Regions from separate parts of the Zea mays genome. Here region 1 is linked to region 2. A link is a contact called in public Hi-C data. All regions are on one chromosome and are shown on one strand. Each heading gives the region's core, a stretch centred on a gene start, on an enhancer-like site or on the middle of the called end of the contact. The rest is flanking DNA. Distances are from core to core; before and after follow the strand shown. Region 1 overlaps LOC103639043 (exocyst complex component SEC15A). Region 2 holds the start of LOC100193677 (Transcription initiation factor TFIID subunit 9).

Region 1 (4,930 bases), core at 1,914-4,413, 78 kb before region 2:
CACTTCCATCCAGTGAAAAAAACACAGTAGTCCCTTAATTATTCGCAAGCCCATCCAACAAAATACTATAGCAAACTCCCACTGCCATAGCTGGTTCAGTTTTCCCCAAGAAGGCAAAAACTCGCTAGGCTCTTGTGCAGTTATCTGCTTGTCCCATTTTCCTTATTTTGACTGATGAAGAATTGCAGTCAATGTCATCTATTACTGTGTCGTTGCATCCTCAATTTAGGCCCTGTTCCAATCTCGCGAGATAAACTTTAGCAGCTTTTTTTTAGCTACTTTTAGCCATTTATAATCTAAACAAGAGAGCTAATGGTGGTAATTGAAACTAAACTTTAGCACTTCAATTCATATAGCTAAAGTTTAGCAGGAAGCTAAAGTTTATCCCGTGAGATTGAAACGGGGCCTTAATCATTACTGTTTTGTTATCTTTTACAGTTGAACAATGACTGCTCAGCCAATGAAGAGGGCTATTGTGGAGAGTGGAGATGGAGGTCTTGGTTTGGGAATTGCTACATTCATTGCAAACGGTGAGGATTTGGGTCCCATCATTCGTCATTCGTTTGAGTCTGGGAAACCTGAAGCGCTGATGCAGAACCTTAGAAGCATTGTGAAGAAGAAGGAAGTTGAGATCGAAGAGCTATGCAGGCTTCACTACGAGGATTTCATCCTTGCTGTGGATGAACTACGTGGTGTGTTAGTCGACGCCGATGAGTTGAAGGGCATGCTATATGGCGAGAATTCACACCTGCAGGAGGCTTCTGCTGACCAACTCCTGAAGCTCGACGAACTTCTTGAGCTATACTCTGTGAAGAAAAACGTTGGGGAGGCCATAACAACGCTGAAGATATGTGTGGAGGTGTTCAGCTTGTGCATGACATGCAACAATTTCATTGCCGAAGCTAAGTTCCATCCTGCACTTAAGACACTGGACCTGATCCAGAAAGGCTACCTGCGAAACATTCCTTTGAAGCTTGTTAAGAAGGTGGTGGCGAGGCAGATCCCACTGATAAAGCTGCACATAGAGAAGAAAGTCTGTAGCGAGTTCAACGATTGGCTCGTCCATATAAGAAGAATGGCCAAGCAGATTGGGCAGGCCTCCATAAGCCAGGCGTCGTCGGCTCGCCAAAAGGGCGAGGAGATGCGTGCCCGGCAGAGGGAAGCCGAAGGGCATAGCCATGCTGGACCAGATGAGCATCTGTATGCCTTGGACCTGGAGAACACGGAAGAGGAATCGGCGCTACATTTTGATCTCACACCGGTTTATCGGGCGCACCACATGCACACATGTCTTGGGATGGAGGACAAGTTCAGAGACTATTACTACAAGAACAGGCTCATGCAACTCAACTTGGACATGCAGATCTCCACTTCGCAGCCCTTCTTGGAGTCCCATCAACCCTTCCTTGCCCAGGTAGCTGGGTTCTTTATAGTCGAAGAACGTGTTCTTCGAACCGCAGATGGATTGCTGTTGGAGAGTCAGGTGGAAACAACATGGGAGACAGCTATTGGCAAGATAACGTCTATACTGGAGGAACAGTTCTCTCGCATGCGTACAGCCAGCCACTTGCTTCTCATAAAAGACTATGTCACTCTTCTAGGCGCAGCTGTGAACAAGTACGGCTATCGAATCACACAGCTGATTGAAGTTCTGGAGAAGAGTAGGGACAAATACCACCAGCTGCTGCTTCTTGATTGCCGGAAGCAGATAGACGACGTCCTTACTAATGACTCGTACGAGCAGATGGTTATAAAGAAGGAATACGAGTACAGCATGAATGTGACAGCGTTTCATCTGGAACACGATGATGCGATCCCTGATTTCCCATACGTGACATCCTTCTCCTCTTCCGTTCCAGATGTCTGCCGCATCGTCCGGTCCTTCATCGAGGATTCCGTCAGCTACTTGTCATACGGCGGTCTCATGAACATCTACGATGTGGTGAAAGCATACCTAGACCGGCTGCTGATCGAGGTGCTGAACGACAGCCTTCTGAACATGATATACGCTCGTTCCCTGGGCATGTCGCAGATGATGCAGCTCGCTGGAAACATATCGGTCCTTGAGCAAGCATGCGGCATGTACCTGCTGCACTCCGCCCAGCTGTGCGGCATCCCGAAGCGTGTCGCCGAGAGGTCCCATTCCGGCCTGACTGCTCGAGCGGTCCTCAAGGCCTCGCAGAACGCGGTGTACAACGCGCTGATAAACCTGACCAATTTCAAGGTCGACGAGTTCATGGTGCTCCTGGAAGAGGTGAACTGGATAGCGGAGGAAGCCCCCGACAACGCGAACGACTACATGAACGAGGTCCTGATCTACCTCGAAACGCTGGTGTCGACGGCGCAGGAGATCCTGCCTCTGGAAGCTCTGTACAAGGTGGTTTCTGGTGCCATGAGCCACATCTCGGACTCCATAATGACCACGCTCCTGAACGACGGCGTGAAGAGGTTCACCGTCAACGCGGTCTTAGGGATCGATATTGACCTGAAGACGCTGGAAGCATTCGCGGACGACAAGTTCGACAGCACGGGGCTGTCAGATCTGGGCAAGGAGACGACTTTCAGGGACTGTTTGGTTGAGATCAGGCAGCTCACGAATCTCCTGCTCAGCAGCCAGCCTGAGAACTTCATGAACCCGGTGATCAGGCAGAGGAACTACGGGTCTCTGGACTACAAGAAGCTGGCCATCATTTGTGAGAAGTACAAGGACTCTGCAGACAGTCTGTTCGGAAGCCTTTCAAACCGGAACACCCCCCAGCAGAGTGCCCGTAAGAAATCTATGGACGTCTTGAAGAGAAGGCTTAAGGATTTTAGCTAAGGAATAAATTGCTGGCACTAGCATATAGTATCTATCTTTTAGATTTCAACTTCCTCGACTACTTTTCTAGGTAGGTCGATTTGTCTTTGTAGGTGAAGTGTCGATTTGTCTGTGAGAGTGAGACCACATGAAGCTAGAGAGAGAAGATGCCAATAAGCTATTCAGGCTGCCGCTGCTTCGTGCTTCCGTTCCACTGGCCGGGTGGCTTGATTGTTTATGCAGACTTGGCTAATAAGCTATTCAGAGCTAGCCCTCCAATTTGCTTAAGACAGTGACCTGGGCGTGAGAGGGGAGGGAAGACGGCAGCATATCCGACAGCGACGTCTCTCGACGCTATGCTGCTTACGATGGCGCATCAGTGCTGACTGCTGACTCGAGGTATAGGCAACATCACTACTCCGTCCTTGGTCATTAGGCCATTAGCGAATCATTGATCGCTTTCTCTCTCTCTCTCGCTAGCTCTGCCATCAGCACCTCGTTGCTTATGGTTTTCTGTCGGTTTCATGGGGCAGGGCAGCTAACCCTATCCCTGCTGTGATGCCAACACGATGTCTCTGGTCGAGAAAGCAACCGGCATCGCTGCTCTCTGCAAGAAGGGAGAGAAGAACTGCAGTGCTTTCTGAGGACAGCTACCTACCTGCCACAATTCCAACAAGAAACACATATGATATGATGTGAAGCTGGGGAAATATTAAACTCCGATCCATCTGTGAGCGGTGTCTGCCTTGGAGACTTTTTTCCCCCTTCCATTGGACGTGCTTCTGGTTCTCTGGTTTCTCATCAAGTACAAGCTTCTTGTGATCCAGCTTCTGTACTTGCAGCAGGGGAGGCTGTACTACACTTCACCACAAATGACAAAACGGTGCGACTTGCAGGGTTTTTGTTTTTTTAATCCAGATTCAATCGACGAGGGAAGGGTAGTACTATCTTATTTTTGCCCGTTTCAAAAGACAAAAAAAAGAAAGAAAGAGATGAAAGAAAATGGGATCTCTTTCCTCGTTCTGGTACCTGCAGAATACGCCCTACAAACAAAAAAGGGCACATGTCCACATCGTCAATTACGCATAAAAGCTATAGTATTGCTGCCCCGAAACCAAAATTCCATTTTTATTTACAAAGGCACAAGGGATTTGACGAGGGTATATTCCTGGCCCCGCTACGTCACTCACCGCAAGAGAATCTCGAATAGTTTAGGCTGTTGCTTGTGTGCCTGCCAGCCAACCTTGCATTCGCCCAGCGCAACATGTAGACATGAAAACTGTTTGTGTGGCTTTCATACACGACGTGGTACGTTTTGTTTAATCGCGGTGCCATAATCGCGTCCAAGTTCGACGAATCATGCATTTTTGCTACTGGATTGCATGCGTTATTTCTTACTGCGGCTCCAAATTAAGTTTCCTCTCCGATCCCCTTGGAGGATTTGGGTAGCATGCATATGGAGACTGGGTTCAGTAGATAGTCTGGAGTCTGGACCTGAGGTAGACAACACAGGTTTGTTACTCTTGATACAAACAGGAGACGATAAAATACAATTTGTTTGGTACGGAAGAAAGAGTAATAATAGGTCAACAACCTCCAATGCTCCAAGTGGGAATAATGAAACGAAGAGGCGAACCAAGACAGTGAAAGCTGCGAAAACGATTATCAATTTGTTTGCTTCGTTGCTTTAATTCAGTTGTGTTCAGCTTTCAGCCTGTGCGTGACGTGTCTCTAGGCCTTTTCCCACTTCGCTGCTATGTAAACCGTATGTTTTTTTTTTGTCTTAAAGAAAACTCCCTTTCCCGTCTTAATTGAAATATAAGAGTTCAGTATTTTGTTTTACTTAATAAACACGAACTCAATGAGAAACTTGAGAGGGCGATCGATAAGAAAAGGAATTGGAGTTAAGACGGAGCAATATAAAAGACATACTGCCGTCTCAATAGTTACCGCTTGTGTGCATCTCGCATGTCAAATTTTACCGTCACCATCCGCACAGTTTGCTTCACAATTGAATAGGTGCTAGTGGAGGAGCTGTAATAATAAGCATTCCAGAAAGCGAAAAAATTGTCCGGCTTGCTGATATTTGTGCTTGCTTATGCCATGGCAGGAACCAATCGGCCAGCAGTTACC
Region 2 (4,486 bases), core at 557-3,056:
CCCCTACGCGTCGGCCCTCTTCTCTCTCCCCCCAGATCTAGCGTGTCACTGTTCATCACCCTAAACACTGTGTTGTGGGTCCACGAGTAATTGTTAGTAGATAAAAAATTGATAGTTGATATAGAAAATGATATTTTATAGTTGTAGTGGGGTATAGGGGAGTATTTAGGGGGAACCGCTGCGGGAGATGAAAAAATAAGGAGAAAAATAGGGGGGAAAAGTGATATATGGGGAAAAATTTAGGGGTAACGGTTGCGGATAGCCTTATATGTTTTGGATTATGATGTTATTGTCTCCTATCAATATGACATTTAGTATTTGTCCTCCTTCTGAACATACTATCTGAACCTATGCTGTAAGTCGACATTTCCACATCTCTATCAATGGGATTGAGCGGGGACTAATTAATAAATTTAAAATACATATCACCCAAAAACTAAATAGAATATATACTACTTCTTGACTAGAGACAACAACAACAACAACAAAGCCTTTTAGTCCTGAACAAGTTGGGGTAGGTTATAGTTAAAACCCAACAGAAGCCACAAACCAAGCTTCATGTATGTGGATAACTGTTTTTCATTCGCTCCTATTCAAGGCTAAATCTTTGCATATATTCCATCCTTTCAAGTCTCATTTTACTTTCTTTTCCCATGTTAACTTCAATCTTCCCTACCTCTCTTCCCCATTACTATCGTGCTTAGGATCTTAATATGCATTGGTGCCTCTAAAGGTCTCCGTTGGACATATCCAAACCATCTCAATCACTATTGGACAAGTTTTTATTCAATTGATATTACCCTAGATCAATTCATTCCGAACTCAGTCCCTTTTTATATGACCACAGAACCAATGCAACATAAACACTTATCTGGTGTCTTTTCGTAGGCGAACACTCTGCATCATACAACATGGCAGGTCTAATCGCCGTCCTATAAGATTTGATTTTTAGCTTCTAGGGTATCCTCCTATCACATATAACCTAGAACATCAGATGCTTGGCATCATGTTTCCTCCATCATACTTTGATTGTACGGTTAACATCTTCATTAATATCCTCATCTTCTTCAATATTCAGAACTTCGTGACTAGAGAGATGTGACTATGTGAGGAAAACACTTATTAGTATTATTAACAAAAAATGGTAACGAAATCCCAGGTTCTCGGCCAACTAATCCAGCAAAACCAAAACTAATTCAAAACCAAGTTTGGACTACACAAGCAACACAATAACTAGGGTTCGTGGACTCGATCGTATAACACATCCCAGGGAGAAAGCAACGATTAGACTGAATTTGACGAAATTTAAGAGCAAAGAGGGTAGGATTGGTACCTCGCGCGGCGGCGGCTGGGAGAAGGAGAAATTGACCTTGGCCTGGATGGCGAGGCGAACGTCGTCGGCGTCGATCTGAGCCTTCCCGGCGTGGTCGGCGTAGACCTGGGCGTCCCCGAGCACGTCTCCGACGTATCGGTAGGCCAGGTCCAGGAACTGGTGCACGACGCGGGGCTCGTACTCGCCCTCGCGGAGACCCATGGAGCGCAGGAGCTCCCGCACCACCCGCGCGTCCCGGGGCTCGTCCGCGACGGAGGCCCCCGCGACTGCGGCGGTCGACGGTGCCGATGGACGCGCGGCGCCGGCGTCCATGGTTGGAGCGGTTGTGCGTGGTGGCCTGGTGGGGTTTCGCCGTTCGTGAGTGTGGCGTCACCGTGTCAGTGGCTCAGGGAGTCGGCGTTGGACAAAGAGATGGTTTTCCAATTAAAGTTAAATAACACAAGTTTTCGCATACTAGCACGAAGCGACGCTTTGGCCGAGTGGTTAAGGCGTGTGCCTGCTAAGTACATGGGGTTTCCCCGCGAGAGTTCGAATCTCTCAGGCGTCGCATTTTTTTTTGTATTTCTATTTTTTTGGAAAAGCAATAAAAATGGAGGACGGGTGCATAGTATAGTAGAACAAGCTCAATGAACGAATAACGTTAGATATGGTTGTGTTTTTTTTTACTGCTTCCCATCTTCCAAATTATAGGTCACTTGTTCATGTGAGCTTGGTCTATGCCAAATCTATGCAATTTTGAACATTTTTAGGGAAAAACGAATAAATGTATAATATTGAACAAAATCATTATCAATGCATATTTTGTGGTGGATCTAGCGAAATGTCTGTGTATTTTTCTACTATATATGCTTAGTCAAAGTTAGATAAGTTTTACTTCAGCCAAAGCCAAATGATGTGTATATGATTTATAAAGGAGGGAGTTATTGTCTTTTGGTAAAAAAAAATAGAGGATGAGTTTTGAACTTCGCGTCAGCAGATTTTCCGACAACATGAAAGCTAACTCAACCATCAGCTAGCGCCATATTAAAGAAAGAAAAAGAAAAAGTGTTATGCAAATAAGGTCTAATTTGGGTACTCTAGTAATGAGTGAGATTATAATGTATTGAGATGTATTGAGAGAGTATTTGATCTATTGGAGATTTATACCCTCTCCAATCCCTTCAAAACACTCTAATCCCAAAGTATCCAAACTAGGCCTAAAGGTGGGGTAGAGATGGGGAAGAAAAAGATATGAATGAAGAAAATTAAAGTAAAAGAGAAGAAAACTCCAGTGTTGTCAAGATATATCTCCTAAACCCTCGCGCCACATGATGGAGGGAGTGGGGGTCCTGCCCCCGCGACGGTCATGGTGCTAGGAAAACCAACGTACGTCCCCTATAGTGGGGAGCTCCGGACGGCTAATTAGGTGCCTAGTTTATTTTGGATAATCCCGTCGAGGGTGTCGACCTCTAGTCCCTTCGCGAGGAGCTAAACGAAGCGAGCGACAGAACCGAGAAGTCATTGCAGGACGACCTTTGTTAGCTCTTCGTCATGCGCCAGAAGCTGGCGGTGGCGACAAGCCGCTCATAGGTGGTCGGCGCGAGAAACATTCCATCTTCTAACGATTCACCTCTCTACCTTTCCATTTACAGTGGATAAATCTCATTTTTCCGCAAGCAAGAGAAGACGTGGGGCGCTCAGTCGGCAACCTGCAAGCAGCAAGGAGCGAGGCCACCGAAGCCCGTGCTCGTGCTGCGTCAATCCAGAAGGTCTAACAATGGCCTGGCCGAGGCGACGACAAGGGACGCGGAGTCGGTGGCCCTTGTGCGCCTTGAATGTACGAAGGTGGTTTCCCGCCTTCACGTCCTGGAGCAAGGAAAGGAAGTTCCTGAGGCCCGCGTCGTGGCCTTGGAGGAGGAAATGAGCGGTCCGGTGAAGAAAGAAGAGAAGCTTCTGGCCTCTCTGGAAGGTAGGGTCCTGTATGGCTTCACCCTAGAGCCCTCACCCCATCGTGGCAAGGCAAACTTTCCTCGTTGTACCGCCCGAAAAGTTTCGTGTAGGACGAGAAGAGGCCCACAAATCATCATATGAAGGGTCGGGGCCCATATGGATTGCAATTTGTCGCCTTATCTTGTTGGCCTCGGAAGGCAAGGATGATCCCTGCTCCACACCTTGCCCTGCGGGGTGAGGGTAAGGCCGCGCGAGTGCGTCGGCAACGACGTTTGGGTTTTCGGGTGGAGAAGGTCATATGGGTGGCACCTGGACCATCTCACCGTCGTTGTCGATGACGAAGTTTAGACTCCCGTAGCGGGCGATTGCCCCGAGAGTGAGGATGACATGGGGGCCACAACAAGCTCTCGCTGTAGCGTTGAGACTCTTGGGAGGAAGGGGTCAAGCTTCTGGGGCCATGACCCTTTCCCCTTCGGTGTTGAGGGCGAAATTGAGTTTCCCTAAGTAGATCGTCACTTTAGGGATCTGATCGGCATTGCGATCGGCCATCTGGAGCCTAGAAAGTTTGTTAAGAACGTGCAAGCCCCCTACATGGCACGCCAACTATTGGTGTTTCAAACCTTCGCTCCAACAAGTAAATTTCTATGTGGGTGTTCTGGGCTCTAGACGGTGTGGTCGGTGGGTGCAAGGTTTATACTGGTTTGGACAGAACGTCCATACATCCAGTCTTCGGCGGCTCACGCTACCGACACATTTGTCTCTCGATGCTCGTATCAGGGGTTACAAGCAGGCGAGAGAGGGAGGAAGGGCTCATAAGTCTCTTATGCGTGGGTGGACTTAAAGACTACAGGACTAGAGTCCTACGCTAAGCCCTGGCTCCGCCCTCCACGTCTTCAGATCTCGCTGAGCGTGCGTGGTTGCTTTCCGTCGAGTGTCTTCTGTTATGGAGCTCTTTAGGGTTAGCCTCCTCGTCTATGTGTGTTTTTTAGGCCTCTTTCATGTCGTAACCGACCTCCTCCTTTTATAGGAAAAAGTGGGGGTCGACAACCGACAACTTCCTTGAGAAGGAGCCATTGTACCATGGTAAAACCGAGTGTTTTACCCTGGCGAGGTCGTGTCTTATCACTTGGTCGTCTCTGTGCGTGCTCATTATGACTGACGGCATGGGCGGCACGGGGCCTTGGCGCCATCATTACTATCTTTGTGCCACGCCGACCCCTGGCC

What was found. Hi-C and Micro-C count contacts between places; a contact is called where the count stands out from the background.
Region 1: a contact with region 2 is called in a Hi-C map of bundle sheath, with 2.1 times the contacts expected there. The contact joins the enhancer-like site here to the promoter of LOC100193677 in region 2. A contact is called at or near these places in 4 of 25 Hi-C or Micro-C datasets (bundle sheath, ear and leaf).

Annotation. Positions count from the first base shown.
Region 1 is chr9:128,545,809-128,550,738 of Zm-B73-REFERENCE-NAM-5.0, reverse strand. It overlaps LOC103639043 (exocyst complex component SEC15A), which reads left to right. Exons shown (of 3, transcript XM_020544384.3): 3 at 439-3,067. The coding sequence starts at 446. The coding sequence ends at 2,818. Among protein-coding and RNA genes, the nearest start is that of LOC103639043, 6.2 kb to the left of the region's middle. Within about 2 kb of position 3,163, at least 12 of the 20 cell types and tissues checked have an H3K27ac peak or open chromatin away from gene starts, as enhancers often do. A contact at or near this core is called in bundle sheath and leaf, where this site is marked.
Region 2 is chr9:128,466,931-128,471,416 of Zm-B73-REFERENCE-NAM-5.0, reverse strand. It overlaps LOC100193677 (Transcription initiation factor TFIID subunit 9), which reads right to left and starts at 1,806. Exons shown (of 2, transcript NM_001348774.1): 1 at 1,334-1,806. The coding sequence starts at 1,645. TRNAS-GCU (transfer RNA serine (anticodon GCU)) reads left to right here and starts at 1,799; the gene lies at 1,799-1,880.